Linked DNA regions of Callithrix jacchus: region 1 is linked to region 2. A link is a contact called in public Hi-C data. All regions are on one chromosome and are shown on one strand. The core of a region is the stretch at or near the end of the contact, and the rest is flanking DNA. Distances in the headings are between cores, read along the strand shown.

Region 1 (6,528 bases), core at 5-2,504, 180 kb after region 2:
GGCTGTGGACATTCGGTGGGCTCATGCCGTCCTTGGGACAGAACCCCAGAAGGTGCAGAAAATCAACCTTCTAAGGCTTGGGGACTGCTGAACTGGACAAATCAGGTTTTAGAGCTTCCTTAGTGACATACACCAAGTGGATCCAGTGGCCCCTCTTAGAGTCTCTCCAGAAGGATGGGGCCCCTTCTTTCCTTTTTCGAATCTCCACTTCCCTCTCTTTAGGGCCCAGTGCTTTAGCTGCCTTCCTCTCCCATTGGAAATGCAGAGGTTAAGTGCATTTCACCTATCACTGAATACAAAGAAGATTCTGAATCTCAGAGAACTGCTAAAAGTGGAATTTCAAGCATTTCCAGGGAGGGTTTAAATGGTAGGAAGGGTGGACTGGCCATTAGTTTGCCCCTCCTAAGACAGCATTTATTTCTTGCTGTTGGGTCTGAGAGAAGAGTCATTCATTCGACATGAATAAATAATAGTTGGGGCAATTTTGGTATCTCCTCAGCTGGCTCCGATAGGTGTATGTGAGGGAGCCCATTTTTCACTCCTGGTAAGCTCTGTGCTTAAGTGGCCTCCTGGCAGCCAGAGTAGCCTCATTACAGCTGAGATCTCTGGTAGGCCGCCTCCTTCCTCTGAGCCCAGGGCAGTGCCAGGAATGGGGACTCTGGCAGGCAATGGTGGCAGGGTGTCTTGTCCTGAAGACACGAGGTTGGGTTCGGCAGCTGGGTCCTCCGGGACGCGGCCCAGTGCACAGAACTTAACTGAGCCCTTCCCCTCACACCCCAAGTGTGGCCCAAGGCCAGTCACTCAGAAGTAGCAAGTAGCGTGTCCTGGTGGGAAAAGCCTGGCTTTGTGCAGCATCGGGCAAGGTTTTCAACACCATCTGGGCCTATTTCCTCATCTCTAAGGCGGGGGCCAGGAAGCCCGCCCCGCAGGGTAGTTGCAGGAAGGAGAGATGCATCTGGGAGCAGCTGGCGCGTTCCTGGCATGCGCTGCTCTCATCACATTTCCCCAGATTTCCGGCTGGAACGTACTCTCGGGTTTCGAGGTTTCCTGGGAGGACGACGTGGAGAGTGGAGGCAAAGATGCTGAAAAGCCGGGAAATGAAGGCTCGGAAGCTCCGATAGGCACAGCCTGAGAACGCAGCCCCCCTCGGGGCCACGGCGAGACGAATCCGGACACCTGCAGGCTGCCTGCGACTGGAGAAGCCAGCCGCCGGTCTGGGCAGCTCCCGCGAGAAGACCCCCGTCGCTAGGGATCATGGGGACGGCAAACGCGTTTGAGGAGCCCTCAGTCCGAGGCGGAAGAGGGGTCAGCCACGTGACCGTGCGTCTGCGGCGCGTATTGGCTGTGAGCTCACTGGCCACGCCCTAAGCGCCGGGCCCAGGCTCCAGGGGGCGGTGCTGCAGCGGTTGCCATGGCGTCTTCCGAGCGCGCAGGCGTGGGCATAGGGTCGCTTTTTTGGTGCTTGCTACTGGCTCTCCGGTTGGCGGGTCACCTTTGCTTGCCGATCTTCGCGTCCTGAGTCCTTTGGTCTCCAGCAACTTGCAGGGCAGCCGTCCCGCATGGGGCCCTTCAGTGAATGCCCTAAAACTCCGGAGTTGCTGCAGGAAAGCAGGCTCGCCCGGAGCGGGGCACGTCCCTGCCGCCCGTGTCGTCGTGGTGCCTTCAGGGGACCCTTCTGGGAAGATCCTTGCAGAGGCCATGTCCCCTCTCCACGGCATCCAAGCCCAGTCCCAACTTGCTTTTCACGCCTGTCCCTCTGGGGAATGTCTACTGGACCTCAGGACAGCCCATCACCCGCCCCCTCCCTCCCCGTGCATCCCCAAGGTGGATATGCAGCAAAGCCTCTGTGACTCACAGTTGCGGGTTAGTTATCTCCTTCCTGGCAGAAGGTGGCAGGCTGATGCTGGCCTCATTCCTGTGTGTCTGACAAGTCACAAATGTGAATTCAGATCGTCACAGCTGAGTCATGCTCAGGATTTCCTTGAGCCTTGCTGGGGTGTCCAGCTGAGCTCCCTTCCCCACAGCCTCCTCCAGCTCTGCAGCACCAGGCACCAGTGTGACTCATGGAGGCCTGTGGAAGTCGGGGCTGCTCAGTGAGGCTGAGTCTAGAAGCGGGAGAAAGAGGGAGCCCATCAACAATTAAAGTGCAAACGCCGCAGCTGCCACCACTGAGCATCTCCAGTTAGGAATTGGTTTGTTAAGTTCATTACCCTTTGAGATGAGTTTTATCTCTGTTTCACTCAAGAGGATTCTGAGGCTCAGGAGGTTGTGAATGACTCGGGGCAGTACAGTTGGTAGGTGGCAGAGTTGGAATTTGAATCCAGGTCGATTTAACTCAGGAGTTCAGGCTTTTTCCCAGCCCAACCTTTCCACTCGACCCCAATTAGCACAGTCAGATGCTGGGTGCCAGAGCTCTTTTTTTGCCTGCGGGAGTCCAGGAGCTGGCTCCTAATGACTCCATTTGAAATGGTCTTTTAGGCAAAGGAGACTAGATAAATGTGGGGGAGAGGGAAAGAATTTCTGGCAAAGGGAACAGTACGCGCTACAGAAGAGCAAGGCTTATTATTCCCGTGCACTTCCAAACCCAGGCGTGGTGTTCTTCCTGCGCCTTTTACATCCGCAGCCACTGCTTGGCGTCACCTGGTTGTCCTGTGGGCACCTGAAGCTCAGCTTTTCCCAGGCTGAACACTTGTCTTTCGCTGCCGCATCTGCCTGCCCTGAGTGAGTATTCTTCCATCATGATATTCTTGCAGGGACTCCGGCGTTGAAGACCAGGTTGTCTCTTGTTAACTTAAAAATCACACAATCTACAAACTTGGGCAAGGAGACTTACTTTCTTTTTTGTTTTGTTTTTCTTTCTTTCTTTTCTTTTTTTCTTTTGAGATGGAGTTTTGCTCTTGTTACCCAGGCCGGAGTGCAATGGCGCGATCTCGGCTCACCGCAACCTCCGCCTCCTGGGTTCAGGCAATTCTCCTGCCTCAGCCTCCCGAGTAGCTGGGACTTCAGGCGTGTGCCACCATGCCCAGCTAATTTTTGTATTTTTAGTAGAGACGGGGTTTCACCATGTTGATCAGGATGGTCTCGATCTCTTGACCTTGTGATCCACCCACCTCAGCCTCCCAAAGTGCTGGGATTATAGACGTGAGTCACCGCACCTGGCCTTTCTTTCTTTCTTTTTTAGACAAAGTCTCTCTCTTTCACCCACGCTGGAGTGGGGTGGCGCGATCTTGGCTCACTGAAACCTCTGCCTCCTGATACAAGGGATTCTTATGCCACAGCCTCCCAAGTAGCTAGGATTACAGGAGCCCACCACCATGCCCGGCTGATTTTTGTATTTTAGTAGAGATGGGGTTTCACTTTTTCTCTTTATAATAGAGACAGTGTTACTGGTGGAGGGTATTAAGGTTCTTATCTTGTACAAAGAATTGGGTAAAATGCACAAATACAGCAAGGAAAGAACTAAGCAACAAAAGCAGAGATTTATTGAAAATGAAAGTACACTCCACAGGGTGGGATTGGACCTTTGTACAGGGGCTCAGGAGCCTGGTTACAGAATTTTCTGGGGTTTCAATACCCTCTAGAGGTTTCCCATTGCCCACCTTCTTTATACCCCATGTAAATGGAGTAGTGGCTTGCAATCTGTGTGATTGATTGTAGAAAGCAACCAACCAGGGGATGAAGTGAGGTTACAAAGGTTATACCCTATGCAAACATCTGATTGGTTGTGGAAAGCAACCAATCAGAGGCTAAAGTGAAGTTCCGAAGTTACACTTCTGTGCAAACAAAGAGCCTGCAATCAATCTGATAGGTTGCGGAAAGTGGGAATGGGGGTAGAGTTTGCAAAGGGAGTAGCCTCTGGTCCTTTTGTTACTTAGTTGTGGAAAGTTGGGGTTTTTCTTCTGGTTTAGTTCTGGGAAGTCAGCATGAATTGGCTTTAGGTTCCCTGCTTCTAGACCCCACCCACCTTACTATGTTGGCTGGGTTGGTCTTGAACTCTTGGCCTCAAGCAGTCCTCCTGTATCGGCCTCCCAAAGTACTAGGATTACAGGTGGGAGCCCCCATGTCTGCTGAGGAGAGTTTATTTCTTATAACGGGTTACAGCCTGCAGGGTGGCCATCCCATAGGCTGGGAAGAGCCTCCAGCAAAGACCGGAGACTGGTCCTCTGGGTGAAAAAGGGGTAAGTCAGGAGTTTAAATTGAACACGTTGACCAAATGTACGTATTCAACAGGTTATCAGAGGAACTGTGAGTATTCAAGAAGGGGGTCCTGATGCATGCATATTGAACAAACATGCATGTAACATACAACCCACGTTCACTTGAGGTGGAAACTTAACATTTGAATGTATTATATTTAGGCCTTATAGGTCAAAAGATCCTTTCAGGACATGAAAGCACTTAAGTGTGCAGCCTCTATAAACTGACCCGGACTAGTTCACGATTGGTGGTCTCTCGTCTAGAAAAAGTTCCTGACATCAGTCTCTTGTGCAATCAAAGCTGTAGTTATGGCTGGTCAGTTAGTTCGTGCCTATCTGCATGAACTGCAAATTGTTCTAATATTGCTTATCTTGAGAGCAGTGCTTATTTAGGTGGTAGAACAAAAGAAAAACCCTGTGGCTGTTAGAATAGAATTTATTCTTTAAGTGTAGGGGTGAGTGACTCAACCCTTGCCTGGCGTAAGGAACATGGCTTTGCTTTGGTCAAGGACAGGCTGAAGTAGGATGTTTACATCCTGCATGACTCAGCGAGTTTAGAGTGCAGGCGTATAACTCTATTTGTTATCCCATCCATGGAACCATAGCATGGGAAGGCCATCTCTTGGCACGAAGCCACTGTTATCTGTAAAAGGTATAATTGCCCTGCTGACACTGTACAGGTGCTGGTGCCCAGAGAAAGAGAGAGAGCCAGAGCTGTCCATCTTTGCAGCTGGATAGAGGGGAGCCAGGACACTACTTGGCTCACTTGTGCCCAGAGAGACAGAGTTAAACTGGCAACCCTGCAGGCAAGGGAGAGCTGGCTGTGCAGCTGTGTGTGTGGGAGTCACCAGGCTGAGCAGCTCAGACAGGGCAGACAATGTGAGAAAGCTATTGGTGAAAACTGCTGCTGAATAAAGCCATATTCACCTGACTACAGCTCCGAGTGTTCTTTCTGTTCATCTACCCACTCCCTTGGGACCTCAGCGTGGGCTGGAACCTGACCCTGAGCGTGACATTTGGCATAGTCATGAACCTGACCCATGGCGTGGCATAGGTCTCATTTCTCGTTTGGTATCTTATTGTCAGAGTCTTTTGTCAGTCTTATGATCTCTATTTTAGCATTAATAATCATCAGCTGTGTCTAAACCACAAAAGGAAAGGGGTATAACAAGGCCTGTCTGACCTCCCATCCTGTCATGACTGGGAACTCAGTTTTTAAGACCTTTCTGGGGTCCCATTGGCCAAGAGAGGGCTCGTTCAATTTGTGGAGGGGAGCTTAGGATTGTATTTTCAGTTTATACTCGGAAGCTCCCTCTCACATCCAATTGTATGGAAACAGCCTTTTCATGTATTTTGTCCAGTAATTTATTTTTAATTTTTCATTTTTTGCAGCAGTTGGGCTCGTTTGGTTCTCCATCAAGGCCAGAAGCATAATTTGATGACAGCATTTTTTTTTTTTTTCTTGAGATGGAGTCTCGTTCTGTCACCCAGACTGGAGGGCAGTGGCCTGATCTTGGCTCACTGCAACCTCCATCTCCTAGGTTAAAGTGATTCTCCTGCCTCAGCCTCCTGAGTAACTGGGATTATAGATGCATGCCACCACGGCTAGCTAATTTTTGTACTTTTAGTAGAGACAGGGTTTCACCATGTTACCCAGGTTGGTCTTGAACTTCTGAGCTCAGGCGATCCACCCACCTTAGCTTCCCAAAGTGCTGGGTTACAGGTGTGAGTCACTGCCCCCGGCCAATGACAGCATTCTTTCTGATCATTTTCTTTTCTGCTGTTCAGACACTGTTAATAGCTTGTAGTTTCCTGTGATACTAATGAGGCAGGCTAGTTTATGAGTGTTTTGTTCTCTTTTTTCTATCTCCTCCCACAGGCCCTCTGCGCAGATAGTGGTACTCCTTACATGTGCTTGCTTCAGGAAACTGGTTGAAGAGCACCCTTCCTCCAGCCTTGTGTGAGTCTGAACTTGTGGAAGAGATTTTGTCACAAGTTTAGTGCTGGGGGGAGGGCAAAAGGAGTGCTTTTGAGGTTTAAGAAGGAGTAAAAGATACTTTAGATTGGACTCTCACACCTTCTGCCTCCCAGCAGGGCCTTGAGGGTGTGGTGAGACCCAGGAAGGAAGGATGAAGGGAGACTCATGTTGGGTCAGCCTGGAGTATCTCCTGGTGTGCTGATACAGTTTGAATCTGTGTCCTCACTCAAATCTCATGTTGAAATATCATCCCCAATGCTGGAGGTGGGCCTGGAGGGAGGTGTTTGGATCATGGGAGCAGATTCTCATGATTTAGCACCATCCCCCCTTATTGCTGTGTCACTAGTGAGTTCT
Region 2 (5,903 bases), core at 181-2,680:
AGCCTTCTAGATATGATGACCAGCAATGACTTCTATTCCCACACGTTTATAATCTCAATTCTGCCTCACTCCGATAATCTTCTAGGTTGATCTGAACTGAAGACAAGGACATATATCTTGAGACACTATCATACAAGTTACTTCCATGACCGGTGATAAAAATTCGACTCAAATTTAACTTAGTATTAAAGGTTGCAAATACGTGCTGCGTTAGAAGCGAAACGTTGGTGAATGGGGTGGGGGACAGGAAGGAGAGACCCACCAGCAGAGAGGAAGGAGTTAGTTGTATAGGTGGAAGTTTGAGCTTGGGAGGAACCAGGTAGCGACCTCTCCTCTGAATAAGGGGCGCTCTGGGCCACTTCCTCTTTCTTCAGAACAATTAAGTTGACCGTGGACTTTAATCACATTAGCAGGACAATTTTGAAACAATAATCCGAAAGAACTTTTGCCAGTGACTGCAGCGTTTTGGTATCATGGAGATCAGACCGAAGCAAGCTATTTGCCTGATTACTTTTTGACCAATTTATTTTTGATTTAGTCAGGCTTCTTTCCAAGTCTGTGCTGATCCGAATGGTTACCTTAGTATATCAATGTCCTAGTAACCGTAGCAAGGACATTTTGTTGGAAGTCATTTAAAGGGGGTGTCTTTGAGTCATGTAGCATAGACAGTGGCATCTACTGAGTTTTTTACACTTAATATTGTTCATAAGATTTTATCTGTTGCTACCATATTTGTGAAGTTTATAAAAAATGGGCTATGAACACTATCACAAGGTGGCAAAATCAAGCTTAGAAATCAATCGATTAGTGACTGCTGTAAAATAGTATATACACACACACATAGTTTTTAGTTATACATTTATTAAATACCATTACATTACAAAACACAATTTTTAGCTGGTGGCTCTCTACTGATTACATAGCAGCCAGCACAGCATACTTGGGTTTTCAAGCCTCGGGAGCTCACCCAGCAATACGTAGCCAGGCAGAAGGGGTAGACAGAATAAAAATCAGCGAAAGCTAGGATATGAAGAGTTTTGATGGTTAAGGACAAGCGGGCAAATTAAGACTCGAAACCGAGAAGGTGTATGGAAAAGAAAACCACGGAAGTGGACAAGGACACAGTAACAGCACAAGGGGATTCATCTAAGGGGCATTCCGATGGAGCAGGCAGGCTGCACCCAGAAAGGTGGGGAGGGGTTGGAAGCAGATGGGCAGACACCAGCGAGCGTGCACAGCCTGAAAAAGTTTTCATGATGGCTCCAGCCTAATTTCCCAACGCTGGTCTCCGGCGCCACAAAACCCGAGCAGTCCGACCGGAGCCGGGTGCCAGCCGCAGGGCCGCCGTGGCTGGCGCAACGTCCGGAATTCCTGCGATGTCTGGGGCGCGGCGGCGGCGGCTCCTCCCCGCCCCCACCGCGGCCTCCGCCGGCTTTTTCCGGCGAGGGGACCCGCGAGCCCTTCGAAGAACCGGCTCCACGCGCGGACAGCCGCGGCCGGCGCGCTCCCCCGGGAGCGAGGCGAGCGCCGTGCCCGGACCGCGGTGAGAGCCCTCCAGGCACTGGCGAGCGGGGTGGGCTTCCCGGGTCCCCACCCAAAGGCCGCGGCTTCCCGACCCCTCCCCCGCCCGGGGCCGCCCGTCCCCCCCGCCCTGCACCGGCACAGGCGGGGCTGCGGGCGCCGGCGCGGAAGCGCGGAGCGCTGGGGCTGCGGAGGCGGCGGCGCGGGAGGCCGCGCGCGCTCCCCGGGCCGCAGTCGGCGCGGGCGCGGCGGACGCGGGGCGGGGCGAGGCGGCCGGCGCTCGCGCACAGGCCGGGCCGCCGCCTCGCCCCCCTGCCTCTGCCCCTTCCCTCCCTCGGCCCAGCCGTCCTCCTCCTTTCCCCTCCCCCGGGCGAATCACGCGCCCTCCTCTGACACTCGTAGCGGGCCCGAGCTCCGAATTTATCCTTCACGTGACCTGAGGGGGGTTGGGTGGTTGGCTGGGGACGGAGGGGGAGACGGAAAGGAGGGAACGGAATCTGCCGTTACCCGAGCAACAGGCCCCGCCTGCCGGCTCGGGGCCGGGGGGCGGGAGAAGGACGTCAGCACGTCAGCCGGGGTTTTGCGTTTTGATTGACAGTTGCTATAGCGACCGGGTCGGTCCGTCGCCATTTTGTTGGTTGGTTTTTTTTTAAACCCTTTCGCTTCCCGCCCGAATAATAATAAAAAGCCCCATTGGAGTGAGGCGGGGGTGGCGGCGGCAATCGCGGCGGGGGTATCCGGGGAGACTGCTGCCGTCGCTGCTGCTGATCGTGGCCCAGGTCGGGCTCAGGGAGCGGACACCCCGAGAGGGGGGTGCGGGCGCCGCCGCCGCCGCTTCTGCTGCTGCTGTTCCTGCTGCTGCTGTTGGTGCCGCTGCCGCCGCCGGCGAGCGGGCGGGACCGGTGTGAGTGCGAGTGTGTGTGCGAGGGAGCGTGTGCGAGAGCGAGTGTGCGCGCGGGTGTGCGGGTGTGTGCGAGTGTCTGTCTGTCTGTGCGGGGACTCGGGGGCGGGCGGTTCGGGCTCTCCTGGCGGAGGAGCCGCCGCCGCCGCCCGGGCCCCGGCGCTTCTCGCTGCGCAGGTTCGGAGCGCGCGCCATTTTGTGAGATTTACAAAATCCTCTTCGGGAAGAAGCCGCCTGCAGCAGCCGCCGTTCGGCGCCCGGCCTCGTCGCCGCCGCCCTCCACGCCGGGCCGGGCCGCGCGGCCCCGCCGCCGGGACTCGGGGCCCGGGGACTGCGGTATTTGCCGGGGAGGGGGCTGTCGCCTCCCCGGCCCCGGGCGCCGTTGGAACCGCGAGCCGAGGAGAGACTGAGCAGGCTGCGGCGCGGCCAGAAGCCGGAGCGCCGGGGGCGGAGAGAGGCGGCCGGGGCGGCGCTGGCTGCGGAGGCCGCGGCGGGAGCGGGAGCGCGGCGCGGGAGCCCGAGGCTGAGACTCACCGGAGGAAGCGGCGCGAGCGCCCCGCCATCGTCCCGGTGAGTGTCCGGCCCGGCCGCGGCCCCGCCCGGCCCGGCGCGCGGCTCCTCCGGCGGCCCGCAGCCGGGTCCGCGCCGAGGCCGGCCGGGCGGAGGGAGGGACCTGCCATTTTAGGAGGAGGCGCCGCGGGCCCGGGGCTGGCTGCCGAGGGAGGGAGCCCCAGGCCCGGTCCCGGAGGAGCGGCGGGCGAGAGCGGAGGGAAAGTTGCGGAGGGTGGGAGCGGGGGCCGCGGCCTCCGGGGAGCCGGGGCTTGGGGGGCCGCAGACAGCGCCAGACCTTCTCTGGCCGCCCCAGCGAAGGGGTGGAGGTTGTCTTCCTCCTCCTCCTCCTCTTCCTCCTCATCCTCTTCCCCCAGCTCCTCCCTCGTCCCTCCTCTCGGTCCCCACCAGTGTGGGAACCGCCGGGGTGCTTCGCAAGGACAATGCACGGGTTAAGAAAATGGGGCCGGCTGCTGGGTGGGCGAGGACAGCGGGGCCGGGCCGGGCCGGGCCGGGCGCCGGCGAAGGTCGGGAGCCGCTGCCTCGGCGGCCCTGGGGGTCCGCGCCGCAGCGAGGGGCACTCGCTGGCCTCCGAAGTTGGGCGGGGAGCGCGAGTGTCCCCGGCGGCTCGGGGTGGAGGAGGGATGACCTGCCCTGCAGCCGGGGGAGTTGGTGGCTGAGGAGAGGTGAATTAGGATGGATACCTGTGCATCACCACAAAACTTCACGAGTCTATTTATAGGCACAAACCCACTCTCGCTTCGGAGCCACCAAAGCTGCTGAGTAGCTCGGCACTTGGCGAAAGGCTCCTCCCTAATCTGAAATAGTTAAAAATGGTAAAATTAGTGAGTCAGTGACTCCGGCTTTTTGCTTGTGCCTTTCGCCCAACCCTAGGTGACACGAATCCTGTAATCTAGGCGCAGCGCATGAATGCCATTACCATTTGGTTCTTGAATTCCACCCAAATTGTCAGAAAATACACCTTAGAACATTGTTTTCACACCCAGTTGAAGATTGGGACGAAGAGTGCCAGATGCTGTTGTCAGGGTTTTCAGTGGATTGACGAGCTTGCCCAACCAGTAGGAACTGTTCCCATTTTACAGATGAGGAGACTAAGCCTAGAGAAGGGCACTGACTGGTCTAAGGTCATACAGCTGGGAATCCAGGAGCCAGGAAGCTGTAGCCAGTCTGGACTTGTAAACCACTAGGGTGTAACTCATTATTAGAAATACTGGCAAATTTTGAAGTGATTCGTGTGTAATGACTCAGGATTGTAACCTAGAGATTGTATCCCCTACGGTTTTTATCATGGAAAAGTAAGGTAATGGTAGTGAGTCCTCTCACTGAAACTTTTCAGTCCTTTTCTCTCCCCCAAAAAACAATGCAGTCAATTTTTGAAAGAAAGGAATTAAAAGTATTATTCCTTGGTGTGTTTTGTACTTCACACTTAATTTTGATGATAGTCATTTTCTGAGTATTGATGAATCATAAAGTTTCGTGTCAAGTTATGTTTAGTTATTTTATTCTGTGAATGCTTAAGGGTTCTTCTGTGACCCCTTTATACTTTGTGTCCAAAATGTTAATGAATATTAACACTTTGATTCTGGGGTGTTTTAGTAATTCAGTGGAATTGCCTTTAGCTTTGTTTTCTTAAATTTCTTATATTTCTTAAATTTCTTATATGTTGATGAGTTACTTTAGGAGATTATTGTTTTCAAGTAGATTTTTAAAAACGTGAGGCTAGAACTAAAGTTTCATGTGCTGAGGTTTTAAACTGCAGAAGATTTTTTCAAAGCAACTTGTTATGAACAAAGCTTACTTGATTATAGTTTTTTTTTCTTTACATGTACTTGAGGTATCCCAGTGCAGGATTTTCCCTGGCATAGCAGTGGTGTTTATGGTAGCTGTCCAAATTTATTTAGACTTAAAACCATGCCAGAAAGTTAAGGATTCCTGTCAATGTCTACACACAGTTCTCTTGTAAGACTAGGTGTAAAAAGTTTATTTTTACCTCGAGAGGCAGACGTTCAGAGATTATTATAGGAGGAAGAGCCTTCCCTTCTGTTTGCACCATGAGGGCACACTCGTTTTTACCTGGTGGGTGTTGAAAAAGGGTTTGAAGGAATAGACTTGAATGAATGGGATGATTGGTAGGGGTGGGAAATGGACTAAGTGATCTAGTGAGATCCGTTATTGTTAGGAATTTGAGATCTAAGTATAAGATCATCTCTTAAACCTTTTAAAGATATTTTGGTGAGACCCGTTAGAAACTTAACACATTATTTTGTACAAGGGATTTAAAAACTAGTAAGTCCAGGTTTTTAGAGGCACTAACGATAACCGAAAACGTTCCATGTTAGTGCAATGTCTTGTTAGGGAATGTGGATAGTAAAAACGACCATTTGTTAAAAAATTTTTTTCCCCTCTAAAATATTGTCTGATGTTTGCTCCTTAGTGTTATTTACGAGTTACTGTTAGGGAGAGTGAATGTTTATGACTTAAAGATATGGGGGTGGAGAGGCCTAGGTAACTGCAACAATGTATTTAAGCAATTTACCTTGGGTTTTTATAGTGCTATGAATATTTATCTGCCAGAGGAAACTTCAGGATACCTTGTTACAAACATAAGAGGGTAACCTTTGGCTTGCGTTTTGTTTTGTAACTATACAAATAAAGTGTTAATTTGGATTCAGTCTTGGTTTTCACTTGAAAACCATTTTTTTTTAAAGAAATAGCTTAGAAATTTAGACTGCCCTGAGGTGTTTTTGTGTGCCTGTTTATGGTTGACAAGTATCTAGTTATGAGAAGAAAATGTGGACAGAATTAACTATTATAGGCGAGAAGGGAATTGCCTTATATATGCCATTAAACACAGACTGGTAGAAGATTGGACTTCACTTGTGACTTTCTTGGTACTTGTGATTAGGTGTCT

The links. A called contact is a pair of places that touch in the nucleus more often than the background predicts.
Region 1: a Hi-C map of skeletal muscle shows a contact between it and region 2, with 3 times the contacts expected there. The contact joins the promoter of LOC100895466 here to the promoter of DYRK1A in region 2. A contact is called at or near these places in 2 of 3 Hi-C or Micro-C datasets (both in skeletal muscle).

The regions. Positions count from the first base shown.
Region 1 is chr21:43,520,585-43,527,112 of calJac240_pri, forward strand. LOC100895466 reads left to right here and starts at 1,255. Exons shown (of 5, transcript XM_035282963.3): 1 at 1,255-1,324; 2 at 1,370-1,863; 3 at 2,624-2,721; 4 at 6,076-6,156. The coding sequence starts at 1,255.
Region 2 is chr21:43,338,225-43,344,127 of calJac240_pri, forward strand. It overlaps DYRK1A (dual specificity tyrosine phosphorylation regulated kinase 1A), which reads left to right and starts at 1,431. Exons shown (of 12, transcript XM_035283101.3): 1 at 1,431-1,543.